2 separate regions of the Mus musculus genome follow, and region 1 is linked to region 2. A link is a contact called in public HiChIP or PLAC-seq data. All regions are on one chromosome and are shown on one strand. The core of a region is the stretch at or near the end of the contact, and the rest is flanking DNA. Distances in the headings are between cores, read along the strand shown. Region 1 overlaps Specc1 (sperm antigen with calponin homology and coiled-coil domains 1). Region 2 holds the start of Cenpv (centromere protein V).

The links. HiChIP or PLAC-seq counts read pairs in DNA pulled down with a chosen protein or histone mark.
Region 1: an HNF4G HiChIP or PLAC-seq map of pancreatic cancer cells shows a contact between it and region 2. The contact joins the enhancer-like site here to the promoter of Cenpv in region 2. A contact is called at or near these places in 3 of 39 promoter capture datasets (cranial neural crest, hematopoietic stem and progenitor cells and pre-B cells), 4 of 115 datasets of contacts at active chromatin or transcription factors (SST interneurons, astrocytes, pancreatic cancer cells and 1 more) and 1 of 9 other capture datasets (adipose tissue).

Annotation. Positions count from the first base shown.
Region 1 is chr11:62,078,479-62,084,871 of GRCm38.p6, reverse strand. All of the region lies in intron 3 of Specc1 (sperm antigen with calponin homology and coiled-coil domains 1), which reads right to left. Among named protein-coding and RNA genes, the nearest start is that of Gm39988, 31 kb to the right of the region's middle. Within about 2 kb of position 4,216, at least 5 of the 459 cell types and tissues checked have an H3K27ac peak or open chromatin away from gene starts, as enhancers often do. A contact at or near this core is called in pancreatic cancer cells, where this site is marked.
Region 2 is chr11:62,537,357-62,543,579 of GRCm38.p6, reverse strand. It overlaps Cenpv (centromere protein V), which reads left to right and starts at 4,319. Exons shown (of 5, transcript NM_028448.1): 1 at 4,319-4,724. The coding sequence starts at 4,375.

The sequences.
Region 1 (6,393 bases), core at 2,967-5,466, 460 kb after region 2:
GCTGATAGACTTAACCTCCAAGATTCTTTTTTCAATTTGGCTATTAATGTTAGGGAGAAACACAGGACCCATTAGAGAAAAGAGACAAAACATAAGAGGATATTCAAGGGCTTTAGAGGTCATTGGCACTCGTTTTTTACTAAATATAGTTTTAGGTCAAATTTGTAACTTTACTCTTCCAGGTTTATCATAAGCCCTAATTGTCAACATTAATCCACAATGAGGCTACATTTGGGACAACTAGATGGAAATGAAGAGAGGATCAGGGAAAAAGGACTAATTGTGCAGGTCATTGGAGTAAATGCCCATAATCCCAGGACTCTGGAGGCTGAGGCAGTAGGTTTGCCAAAAGTTCAAGGCCATCTTGATCTATACAGTAAGAACAGGCTACCAGGGATACAAGAACAAGACCCTGTCTCAAAACGCACACCCTCCTTCATTGTTCTAAAGTAAGAGGATTGAATAAGAAAATGAGCAGAGGAAGCTTCTGAGAAAAGAGCCTCTATGACCAGCATGAGTTACCAAAACCCAGGGAACAAGCGTTCTCTGACAAGGAGAGAGGAAACAGGCAAATTACTTGTGCCAAAATAAGGAAAACCGACCATGTATAAGCTTTTCTAAAATTCATATTAAAACAGTTTTAAAACCTAATTTTAAACATTTGCCAATCACATTAAACTACCTTAAACCTACATTTCCTGAAAAGTCTAATTTCTCCTAAGAATTGACGGAGAGTTGCCATGAGCTCATTAGAGTTCTACCCAAAGGACTGTGCAGTCAAACAACTGGGAACGCAACATCCATGGGAAGTAGATGTTGCACGTGAAGGTAGGAAGGTGGCTATAGGAAGGTAGTAGGTAGAGGCTGAGCTAGCTAGAGGATATCCTGGGAGAAGCACTGTCATGGTAGACTTCAAGAGGATCCACAGAGCCCTGCAAATGTTTTCACGGGCTCAGTAGTGCTGTGCAAACCACTTTGACCTAACTAGAGCCATAGGAAAATTCCTAAAGTAAAATAATTTGGGGCTGAAAAGTTGGCTCAGTGGTTAAGAGAACTCACTACTCCTGCAGAGGTCCCTGGTTTAATTCCCAGAACCCAAATGGTAGCTCACAAATGTCAGTAACTCTAGTTCCAGGGAATCCAATGCCCTTTTTTGACTCCCAAGGGCACCAGATACACATGTGATATACATATTTATACATGAAGGCAAAATATTCCTATTCACAAAATAATAAATCTCAAAAGAAAGAGTAAAATAATTTAAAAGATTATAACTATCCAGACAGGGCTAGGCTTACAACCAAAAATATAAATATCCAGACTACATATCTAAAAGGCAAAATCCAAACTCTTCTTTGAATTAGAATATATATTAGTTACTTTTCTGTTGCTGTGATAAAATACCATGACTAAAAGCAATCTAAAAAGAAAGAATTTATTTTAGTTTATGGCTCTGGGAGAATAGAGTCCATAAAAGGAAAGACAGAATAATTCATTTCTTTTTTTTCTCTCCTCTTTCTTTTTTCTTTTTTCTTTTTTGCCTGATCTGGTCCTAAACAACAAACATAATTTGATGGTTATTATAATTTTTCTGTTCATTGCCAAATAAGAAATAATTTAAATATATATCAAATCATTACTTGCCCCCTCTGAAAGACAACCATTTTTAGGAAATGCACCATACTATCTAAATAGCATAGAAAACTACATCTTCCTCCTTACCTATAAAACTATCTGGGCTCAAGATATTTTAAAGTTAGTTTCTGATATCCTCCAAGATTCCTTGTCTATCCTAATATTTAATTTCTTTTTTCTTCTCCCATCTCTTTTACCTCCCCCTTCTCTCATAAGGATCAAACCCAGTACCTCATATATGCTGTGACTTTCTGAGCTGTACTCCCAGGCCTGTTTCTTGTCTTTATAAATTGATTTTGTTACTTTTTAATTTTATCAAAATTTATTTTTTGGTTTTTATTCTACCTTAACCAAACCCTCCAAAATCCCTTAGAACATGAATTGTGTGTGTGTGTTCTGCATGTGTGTTTAGACCAAAGATCAAAATGACCTTGTGTTTTGAAAAAAAGATCTCCACTTTAGGACACTGCTTTTTGAGACAGGGGTCTCTTTGAGCTTGTGGATTTGGCTAGACTGACTGGCCAGCAAGCCCCAGAGACCTTCCTGTATAGATATGCTTCCCTGGTGCTGGGACTACAGGCCTGCTGTGCGGGCTGTTTCTGCATGTTCTCATCTAGCACTGACTTCACTCATTTCCGTTCTTTTTTACTTGATAATAAAACCTTTCTGAAGAATGGATCTGCCTATTGTTTGTAACCTCATCACTATTTCAATTATTTCCTTAAGTGATCTGTAAAAATAGCTTTCAATGCCTATTGAGTCAAATTTATGAACTTTTTACAAATTCAACTTTTATTATTTATAGTTTTATTACATTATGGTCATGGGGTGGCCAGTAAAAATTCCCTTTAAAACTCTAATGATGCTTTCTTTCTGTATTTAGAACAGATCAACATTTTAACCGTCTATGAACATTCTGGAAAAATGGCTTGTGTATGACCATGGTTAAATTCTTCCAGTGTTTTGTCAGTTAGTATACAGATTAGGATTATGATCTTACAGTATGAAAGGTCTCTCCTCTCATTTGAAAAATTTTGTGACCTGTGTCATTAACTGACTGTTTCTATTATTTCAGTAGAATGACCTTATAAGTCAGATAAAGCCAGGAGAGAATCATAGTTAAATTTTTAAAAATTGCATTGCTTTACTATCAAGAAAGATACTGACTTAAAGATATAGAAAATATACAAAGAATAGGCAATCTGTCCAGTCATAGGTCTTTGGAATTAGGAAGGAAAATATCTGGACAGTGTAAATGCAAAAGAAGTACAAATTAATCAAGTGATGTGCAGATTTGAATGTGGGAGATGAACAGAATAGGCAGGGAATGGTGGCACAAACCTCCCTGGTACAGAAAGGGAGACAGGAACAGGTAGGTCTCTATGAGTTCAAGGTCATCCAGGATCTTGCATATGCCAAGCATATGGTCTTCCACTGAGCCACGCACTTTACCCCTTAGGTTTTAAAAAAATACATCAAGTTTATTAAAAAGTTTAGTATAAAAATATACCAAAAATTTTCAGGTATATGGTATATATAGCACCATGTATATTTTGGTACTAACAATGCATTTAGATCTTTTTTTTCTTTCAGGCAGGGTCTCTTTTTAGGCAGGCCATGGCTGGTCTGGAATTGTTATGTACTTGGAATTACAACTTATATATGACTTGCAGATGAAGCGTGCGAGATATAACCATGAGAATGCATTTAGTTCCTCTGCTTTCACAGAAAGGATTAGTGGCGAACCATGAAAGTTAATCAAAAACAGTAAAGATAAAAAACATTTCGTAGTCTTGTACAGATAATAATGCCTTTGACTTATATCAAAAAATAGAATGAAGCCAGGCACAGCAGTACACATACTTAATCCCAGCATTCGGGAGGCAGAGCAGGCAAATATCTCTTGTGTTCAAGGCCAAACTGGTTTACATAGTGAGTTCAAGGATGGCTGGGCTATATAGGGAGACCCTGTCTAAATAAATAAATAAACAAATAAATAAATAAATAAATAAATAGACCTGGAAGGAAGGAAGGAAGGAAGGAAGGGAGGGAGGGAGGGAGGGAGGGAGGGAGGGAGGAAAGAAGAAAGAAAAAGAAGAAAGAAAGAAAGAAAGAAAGAAAGAAAGAAAGAAAGAAAGAAAGAAAGAAAGAAAGGAAGGAAGGAAGGAAGGAAGGAAGAAAGAAAGAAAGAAAGAAAGAAAGAAAGAAAGAAAGAAAGAAAGAGAGAGGGGGGTGAGAGAGAAGGAGGGAGGAAAGGAGGGAGGGAGGAAGGAAGGAAGGAAGGAAGGAAGGAAGGAAGGATAAAAAAGAATGATAAGCTAAATGGGGCTTGGATTAGCTTAGTTTGTAGTACTCATCATACACAAAGTGCTGGGCTTGATCCTCAGCACTGCAAAAACCCCAGAAGTAGCCTGTGCCTGTAATGCTAGCTTGGGAAGTGAAAGCAGGAGGATCGATTGTAAGTTCTCAGCTCACTTTCTAGGCAGAATTATAAAATTGCACTCCTCCCTCTGGGTCAATACAACTCCAAGCTGGCTGGGCTTGTCCATTGATTTATCCAAATGCCTTTAAACAGTACACAGGCTGTAGCCCTGTGGCAACCTGCCTAGAAATTGAAAGGCTGTTAACTAGACCCTGTAGCAAGTAAGGGGTGTAGCCTTCACCGTGCTCTTTTAATTATAACTGCCCTTGAACATGGAACTTCTGTCTTTAACTTGATCATTTTTCTTTACCAACCTGCAATACCACAAAAAGTTATGATGAACTAACTCAGAAAACCACACACATTTAAGAACCTTGCTGCCAGTATAGATGCCACAGAGCTACAAAAGCAGCCTCTAAGAAACTTGGTTTCTGCCTAAACACTCCTCCAAAAATGAGTAAGAGCATCACTTGAAGAACAGGCTTATCCAACCAGCCCTCTCAAGTCTCAGAAGGGGTCTGAAAGGAGGTCTGAAATACCATTCATTTCCTCTTTATTACATTTATCTGTCTACTTGTGTGTGGTACAGAGGAGGTCAGAAGACAAAAGTGAATAAACTAGTTCCCTCCTTCTTCCATGTGGATTCTAGGGATTGAATTCAAAAGTTAGTAAGACTTGGTATGTAGCACTTTTATCCACCAAGCCATCTCATCCTCGTTTACCCTTTAAATAGAAGGTCCTTGTCCAAACATCTGAGTGAGGTACTGTTGCCAGATAGCCCTAAAGGGACATCACTAAAATCTCTAATTGAGAAAGAATACATCATTCAGATACCACCAGGATCCTAGGATCCCACTTGGCTTTTGACCGTAAAGGCACATCCCCTGCGCCCCAACAGCTTTTGGCCAGTGACCACCAACAGCAGAAGGACTGAGGACTGGTGAGCAGAAAGCTTAAACTTTCTTCTAATAGTCAGCTTTGCTGTAGAACTCATCTACAGGCTAACACTTCATCAGATCAGCATGATTCTGAGGCTCTCCCTGTAACTGCATTTATAATTGGAGGGTTTTCCCTCATCAATTCTGCTTCCTCTTTCTTTGGTCTTACTTCCTGTAATAAACCTCATGCATTCCTGGGTGTCAGCTCCCAAAGGAGACAGTAGAGGAACTTCATGATTCAGACTTAGGTGTTTCTGCCGCTTCTGGCCTCCTATTCCCTCTTACCACTACCCTCATCTCTGCAGAGCTACTTGTTCAGATCGTAGTTCAACGCACCAACTGTACATTCATCCTGAACAGAAGAACTCTACTGCCTAGAATTTCACTGGTAAATTTCACAGCATTTCATGAAGGCAATGCTAAAATCATGTTCATCCTTTCAACCCAGAGTTCAATCTTTAAAGCCTTTACCAAGATTTCCAATCAAGTATCTTTACTTGCAGCAAGTCAGAATATGTGCCCGTTAGAAAAGTATACTCACTTTGAAAACCCACAACAAAGGGCTGGGGCTCGAGCGAATGGTGGAGCATGTGCTTAGCATGTGCACAGCAAGCCCTGAGCTCCACCCGAGCCAAATATTAAGATAAAATAAACCACTGGCATACACATATCTTTTGATCTTCTTGGTCATTAGGAAGCTTTAAAATGTAAGGGCACTTGGAAATTAGAATATCAAACAACTGATCGACAAAAGTAACAGTCTCCTTATAAGTTTTTAACTAAAGGAATGAAGAGTTTCTCACAATTCTTTGGCACTGACAAGTGTTTTTTCAATTTTATATACCCTTTACCTAGTTTATCAATAAGCTAGCTCATGCAAACTTTTCTCCGTAGAATAAACAATAGATTACTCTTACTTTACATTTACTGGTCATTCTGTACCAAGAAGTTCAGATAACTGCTGTGTGAGACCGCTATGTACACTACACAGTAACTCACCCCTAAGATTTTTCTTTTGTCTACCCCTAAGATTCCAGTGTGGCTGTCAAGAATTTTTTTTGTTGTTGTTGGTTGGTTGGTTTGGTTTTTTGTTTTGTTTTGATTTGTTTTGTTTTGTTTTGTTTTGAGACAGGGTTTCTCTGTGTAGCCCTGGCTGTCTTGGAACTCACTTTGTAGACCAGGCTGGCCTCGAACTCAGAAATTCGCCTGCCTCTGCCTTGCGCCACCATGCCCGGCGCTGTCAGAGTTTTGAGTAATGGCGGCTGGTCTAACAGTCCAACGTACCACAAGTGTCAGGAAGGCAATGGCAGCGGTCCAGATCTAAGGACGCCAGGGTGTGAATGAAGGGATATGGTTGGGGTAAAGATGATTGGGGTTGTACATGCAGCACTGCTCTAG
Region 2 (6,223 bases), core at 3,070-5,569:
AACAGTACCAGCTCTTAACTGTTCTTCAGCTCTGGGACAAATTTTTAAAATATTTATTTATTTATTATATGTAAGTACACTGTAGTGTGCCTTCAGACACTCCAGAAGAGAGCATCAGATTTCGTTACAAATGGTCATGAGCCACCATGTGGTTGCTGGGATTTGAACTCAGGACCTTCATAAGAACAGTCAGTGCTCTTAACTGCGGAGCCCTCTCTCCAGCCCCGACAAAAAATTTTTATGTGAAATTTGCATAAGCAAGTCTTTTCTTCAGCCCAGGCTGGCCTTGAACTCACTCCATAGCCAAGGACGACTTTGAACTTCTGCTCCTTCAGCCTCTACCTCCAGACTGCTGAGATTATAAGCAAAATTATGCCCAGTTTTATAGGATGCATTGACATCAAGTATATAACTTTCTTAAGATATATGAGTACACTGTAGCTATCTTCAGACACACCAGAATAGGGCATCTGATCCCATTACAGATGGCTGTGAGCCACCATGTGGGAGCTGGGAATTGAACTCAGGACCTCTGGAAGCACACAGCCAGTGCTCTTAACCACTGAGCCATCTCTCTAGCCCCAAGTACAGAACTTTTAAGTCAAATGGTGGTGGCTCATTCCTTTAGGAGGCAGAGGCAGGTGGGACTCTCTGTGTTTGAAGCCAGTCTGGTTTACACAGAGAGCTACAGGGCAACCAGAGTTTCATAATGAAGCCCTGTCTCAAAACAAGAAAAACAAAAAACAGGAACCCTGAAGCCATTAAATAACTCCCCATTCCCTTTCCTTTAACCTCTAGTAACCTGTCTTTTGTTTGTTTATATATTTATTTATTTATTTTTGGTTTTTCGAGATAGGGTTTCTCTGTATAGCCCTGGCTGTCCTGGAACTCACTCTGTAGACCAGGCCACTGGGGATGGGCATTGAAGTTTCAAAAGCCTGGACCAGTCTCGTCTCTGTCTGCTGCTGCTTTTGAACCAGATGTGAACTCTGAGCTACTGCTCCAGTGCCACCTCTGCCTGCCTGCCACCATGCTCCCTGCTGTGAAGGTCATAGACTTGAACCTTCTGCAACTGTAAGCTCCCAATGAACTAGTATAAATTGTCCTGGTCATTGTGTCTTACCACACCAATAGAAAAGTAACTAAGACAATAAGTCTGTTGGGTATTTTCTTTCTTCTCGATTGATGTGAGAGGGCCCAGCCCATTGTGGGGAGTGCAGCCCTTGACAGATGGTCCTGGGTTGTATAAAAATAAAAAGCAACCCAAGAGAGTCATTCATCCATGGTCTCTGCTTCAGTTCCTAATTCCAGGTTCCTGCCTTGAATTCCTTCTCTGACTTCCCTCAATGATGGACTGTAAGCTGTAAGATGAAATAAACATTTTTCACCCCAAGTTTCTTTTGATCATGGTGTTTATCACAGCAAGAGAAAGCAGCCTAAGACATAAACCTGACTTTAAAAAATGGACTGTCTTTTAAAAACAATTTATTTTTAATTGTGTCTGTGGGTATGTGCATGCATGAGTGTAGGTGCCCAAGAAGTTGAGGAGACATCAGATCCTCAAGTTACAGTCAGTTGTGAGCTGCCCGAAGTATGTGTTGGGAACCCAGCTTTACAACAGCAGTACCGTACCAACTCTTTAGCCCCAAAAGGATTCCCAAACAGAAGCCATCCAAAAGTTCAGCAACCGAATGAAAAGGTAGCATTACTACAGGACAGAGAAATGCGAAACCGAAGGAAGTGATGTCATGGCACAGCCTCAGAAAAGCTAAGTGAAAAGACCAGCGGTGTGACTTCTGTGAGGTATGGAGCAACTGCAGACCTCATCCAGTGCTGGCAGAGCATAAAACCGGCCGGCCAGCTTAAAACCTTCATAGTTCCTTAAAAAGAATGATGCTCGCTAGGCATGGTGGCACATGCCTGTAGTCCTAGCATCTGTGACAGGTAGAGGCAGGAGGATTGTTGAATAAGACAACACTGACTACATAAGACTTGGTCACAACACAGTCTTAACCTGTGAACCAGAAATTCCACTTTGAATGTTTGGAGAGAAACTGATCTACCAAAAGACTTGGGTAAAAATGTAAAAGTGAATACAAGCTTTATCACATTTGTACAAATTAGAAACAAAAGTAGTTAAGAGAATAAATGTAAGGGGACTAGGGGCTAGCCTGCCACACACACATGAAGCCCTGAGTTAGGATTCCTAGCACCCATATAAAAGTGGACACTGGGGTCACAAGTCTGTAGCCCCACCCACTGTGGAGCTGCTAGGGAAAGTCATCTCCTTGAGTTCAGTGACCCTCCAGTGTAGGCAGAGTGTGAGCTCCCGTTTCAGTGAGGAACCCTCCCTCAGGATGAAGGTGGAGAACCATGAAGACACCCATCATTGAACTCTGACATACACTTGCAACACACACACACACACACACACAAAATAAACGGTGATATATTCTTATGTAAATTTTCTCCCCCACTGCTGTGCCAGTCAGGACAGAAACTGATTCAGAAGCCATGAAGGAAGAACACTGCTTACAGGCTTGCTCAGCCTGCTCTCATAGAGTGAGTCCAGGACCACCTGCCCAGGGGTGATGGTGATCAATAATGAATCAAGGAAATGACCTACAGACTTACCCACTAATTTGATGGAGGCATTTTTTTTTCAGTTAAGGTTCCCTCTCTGATGACCCTTGTTTGTGTTGCATTAACAAAAGCCAATCCGCATAGATCATATTGACATCAATAAATTATATATGTACATATATGTATATATGTGTGTATATATAATATCAATTATTTCCAAAATGTTGAACAGTATTAGATTTAACAATGTACATGCTATTTTTGAAATGACATTCAAAGATAGGCTAAAGTAGTGTGGTAGATCACACCTGTGATTCTAGCACTTGGGAGGTTGAGGCTGGAGAATAGGTACAGGTTTGAAGCCAGCCTTAGCTACTTAGTGAGTCTAGGACTAGACTAGGCTAAAGAATGAAGCCCTGACTCAAACAAGCCCGGCAGCCAAGTAAAGGTGCCTGTCACCAGACAGCTTGTTTGGTGCAAGAAGAGAACTCATGGTGTAGACTGTCTTCTGCTCCCCATGCACCCGCATACTTCGCTCTCCTCCTGAATAAAGATTTTTAAAACTGTAATGTGTATCAGGAGGTGGAGGCAGGCAGATCACAGTGAGCTAAGATAAACCTGAGCCTTATTCGTGAGTTCCAGGCCAGCCAGGGCTACACGGTTAGACCTTGTCTCTAAATACACAAAACAGGCGAAAGTAAGTCACAGTGAGAAAAAGCCAAAACAAAACAGTGGTCACTTCTGCTTGCTTTTTGGAGATAGTCTAGATGTGGCTAGGATATGCCACATCTGAATTGGTGCATGCAAATCTGTACATTTAAGATACGGGCACAAAGGAAACACCAAAACAAATTATGCATCTAGGAAGTTTCAATTATTGAGAACTTTGTGTTAAAACTTAATGAGGATTTATGAATTAATCAAGCTGTATTTGGGAAAACCCATATTTTCATCATTAAAGATAATAAATGGACTCTATATTGTAATAAAATCAACAAAAACAGAACTAAGTTGAAAAATGAAAAATGCACCAAAAACGAGTAAAAGAAAACGTTTCTTTAAAAGTGTGAGAACAACTGAAAGGGTTTGGAGACTATCTGGGATACCGCAGTGGATGGTTCTTGGGATTTTTGTCTTTAAACGTCAATACGGTATTCTGCAAAAGCTTATGAATGGAATGTAATCCTGGATCCATTTACTTAAAATTGAAAACAAAATCTAGGGCTGGGAATGTGGCTCAGTGCAAGAGTGCTTTCTCAAAGCTGTGGGTCCTATTCTCAGTTCTGCAAAACCACCAAAAAACCTGTTGACCATTGATCAAACTGACTCCAGCTGTCATTTATGCTTCCAGTAGCAGATATCCGACAATTTACATACTACGTTAGCTCACATTAGGTACATGATGGCCTCTGCCAAGTTGGTAGTGTTACCACCTTGGAAACCACGAAGTCACCCAAGCGTGCCAGCTCTGATGTGGCCGTGAATTTATGAACTGAGGCCTGACCCAGGTCCCCAGTTAGAAATGTGTGGTTGGAGTCAGTGGAGGCTGGAAGCTCCTTCGCTGATCAAACGGGCACCGCTACCTGCAAGCGCAGGTGCAGGCGCGGTCTCGTTAGACCCTCAGCGCTCGGCCGGCCCCACGGCCAGGGTCTCTTAGTTGGGTCCCTAGCTCGCGTGTTCCGGAGCGCCGCGCACCACCCCCGGGGCCTTCAGGTTGTCGGAGGCGGGGACGCGCATCGGCCGGCGGGAGCGCGCAGAGCCGAGAGGCCTGCGAGCCCGGCTGAGGGAGACATGCGGCGGACTCGCAGTGCCGTGGCCACCGGCCCGCGGGAGCAGCGGCGCTCGGGGGCCACCGGGGGCTTGAGCGGCGGCGAAAGCCGCGCGCAGCGCTCCCGGAGCAGGACTAGGGCCGGGGCCGGGGGCGGGGGCGGGGCGGTCGGTCCGCAGCCGTCGGCAAAGCCGCGGCCCAAGCCACCGCCGCGGGCCCAGGAGGCGGCCGCCGAGGAGCCACCGCCGGCGGTCACCCCCGCCGCCTCGGTGTCGGCGCTCGACCTGGGGGAGCAGCGGGAGCGCTGGGAGACGTTCCAGAAGCGGCAACGGCTCAGCTTCGAGGGCGCCGCCAAGCTGCTGCTGGACACCTTGTGAGTGTGTCGGGGGCGGCGGGCCGGCACACGCGAGGTGCGCACGGGCGGCGGGACCCGAGGGCTGAGTGCTGAGCCGTTGGCGGGCTGCTCCGGACGGTGTCGGGCTGAGTGCGCGGAAGGGCCCCTCAGGGTGAAAAAACAGACATCCCCCGGCTTGCCAGCTACCAAGACCGTTTTACCCGTTTTTGCACGTGCTTTCGGGGAGTGGGCGGGAGGAAAGGTCGAAGTGGAGAATTTAGTGACCCGAGGAGCGAAGGCCGGTTGTTCTAATCAGTTCCCCGGAGGGAGGGTGCAGGGTGCGGTTATTGATCTCGGAGGGAAAGGCGCGCAAAGCGTTGTCCAGGACGGGCGCTTGCAGGGGGAATGGGGAGTTAAGGTGTTATGTTCTCATCCCCGGTCCGGGCTGGCAGCTCCCCCAGTCTGTGCTTCTGAAGTGCTTCCAGCTTCTTTGGTGGCCTAAGGAGCAGATCTGAGGTCCGTTATTGGGGAAAAGAGCTGATGACTACTCTGGCCAGATGCCTGCTCTTTGGCAAATGTAATGTGAACCCCTTCCTCCTTTACCCATTGTGCTCCGAGAAAAACCCAGTACCCTTGTCTTATAGCCCTCACTCGCAGATGAATTAAAAAGAACAATAAAAGACAAAGAAAACTAACGTTAACCCAACAATTGTTTAACAACCTGAACTACTTTTCATAACAACAAGATGCTCTTTTGTCTTTGTCCCAGAATTAGTTCTCTTGGTTTTGGTGGATCCTCTAAGAACTGGAGTATTTAGTTAGCTTTCTATCTGTTTCGTTTATTCAATTTTATCCCCTTGGGCTATAAATTGAATGCTTTAAAACATTAAAACAAAAATCAGTTAAAACTTAAAAAAAATGAAATATAACACGGAGTACCTGTTGTGTACTAGCTACTGGGAGATCTAAATGATACTATATAAAACTCAGTAGAGCTGGGCACAGTAGCACATGCCGACAATCCTAGCATTCAGGAGGCCGAGGCGGAGGAGTACAGTGATTTCAAGTGCAGCCTGGGCTACAGAGATAGATCCTTTCTCCGAAGAGAAAGAGAAAGAGAGAAAGGAAAACAGAAGCAAGCCAGCGAGAAGGAGGTCCACGTGTGTAAGCCCAGCACTTGGAAGGTGGAGGCAGGAAGATCTACAAGTTCAAGGTCATCCTTGACCACATAGTTAATTTGAGGCCAGCTTGAGCTGCACTGACACCCTGTCTCAAAAGGAAACAAAAAAGCCCCCCACACACACACACAAAGCAAAAATTTTTAGGTAATATTTTCCCCTAAAACAAAATGGTAATGATCTTTAAAAAAGATACTAAAAATATTGGCAGGAAAAGAGGCATTTCACTCACCAGAATAGCGTGCTGTATGCTTGCTTACATCCACTCTATGGTCTTTTAAGCTAACTTTTATACAAAGAAAACGTATGTTAAATACACTAACATTTGGTTCCAATATCGCAAAAAATTGGAGGAATGGA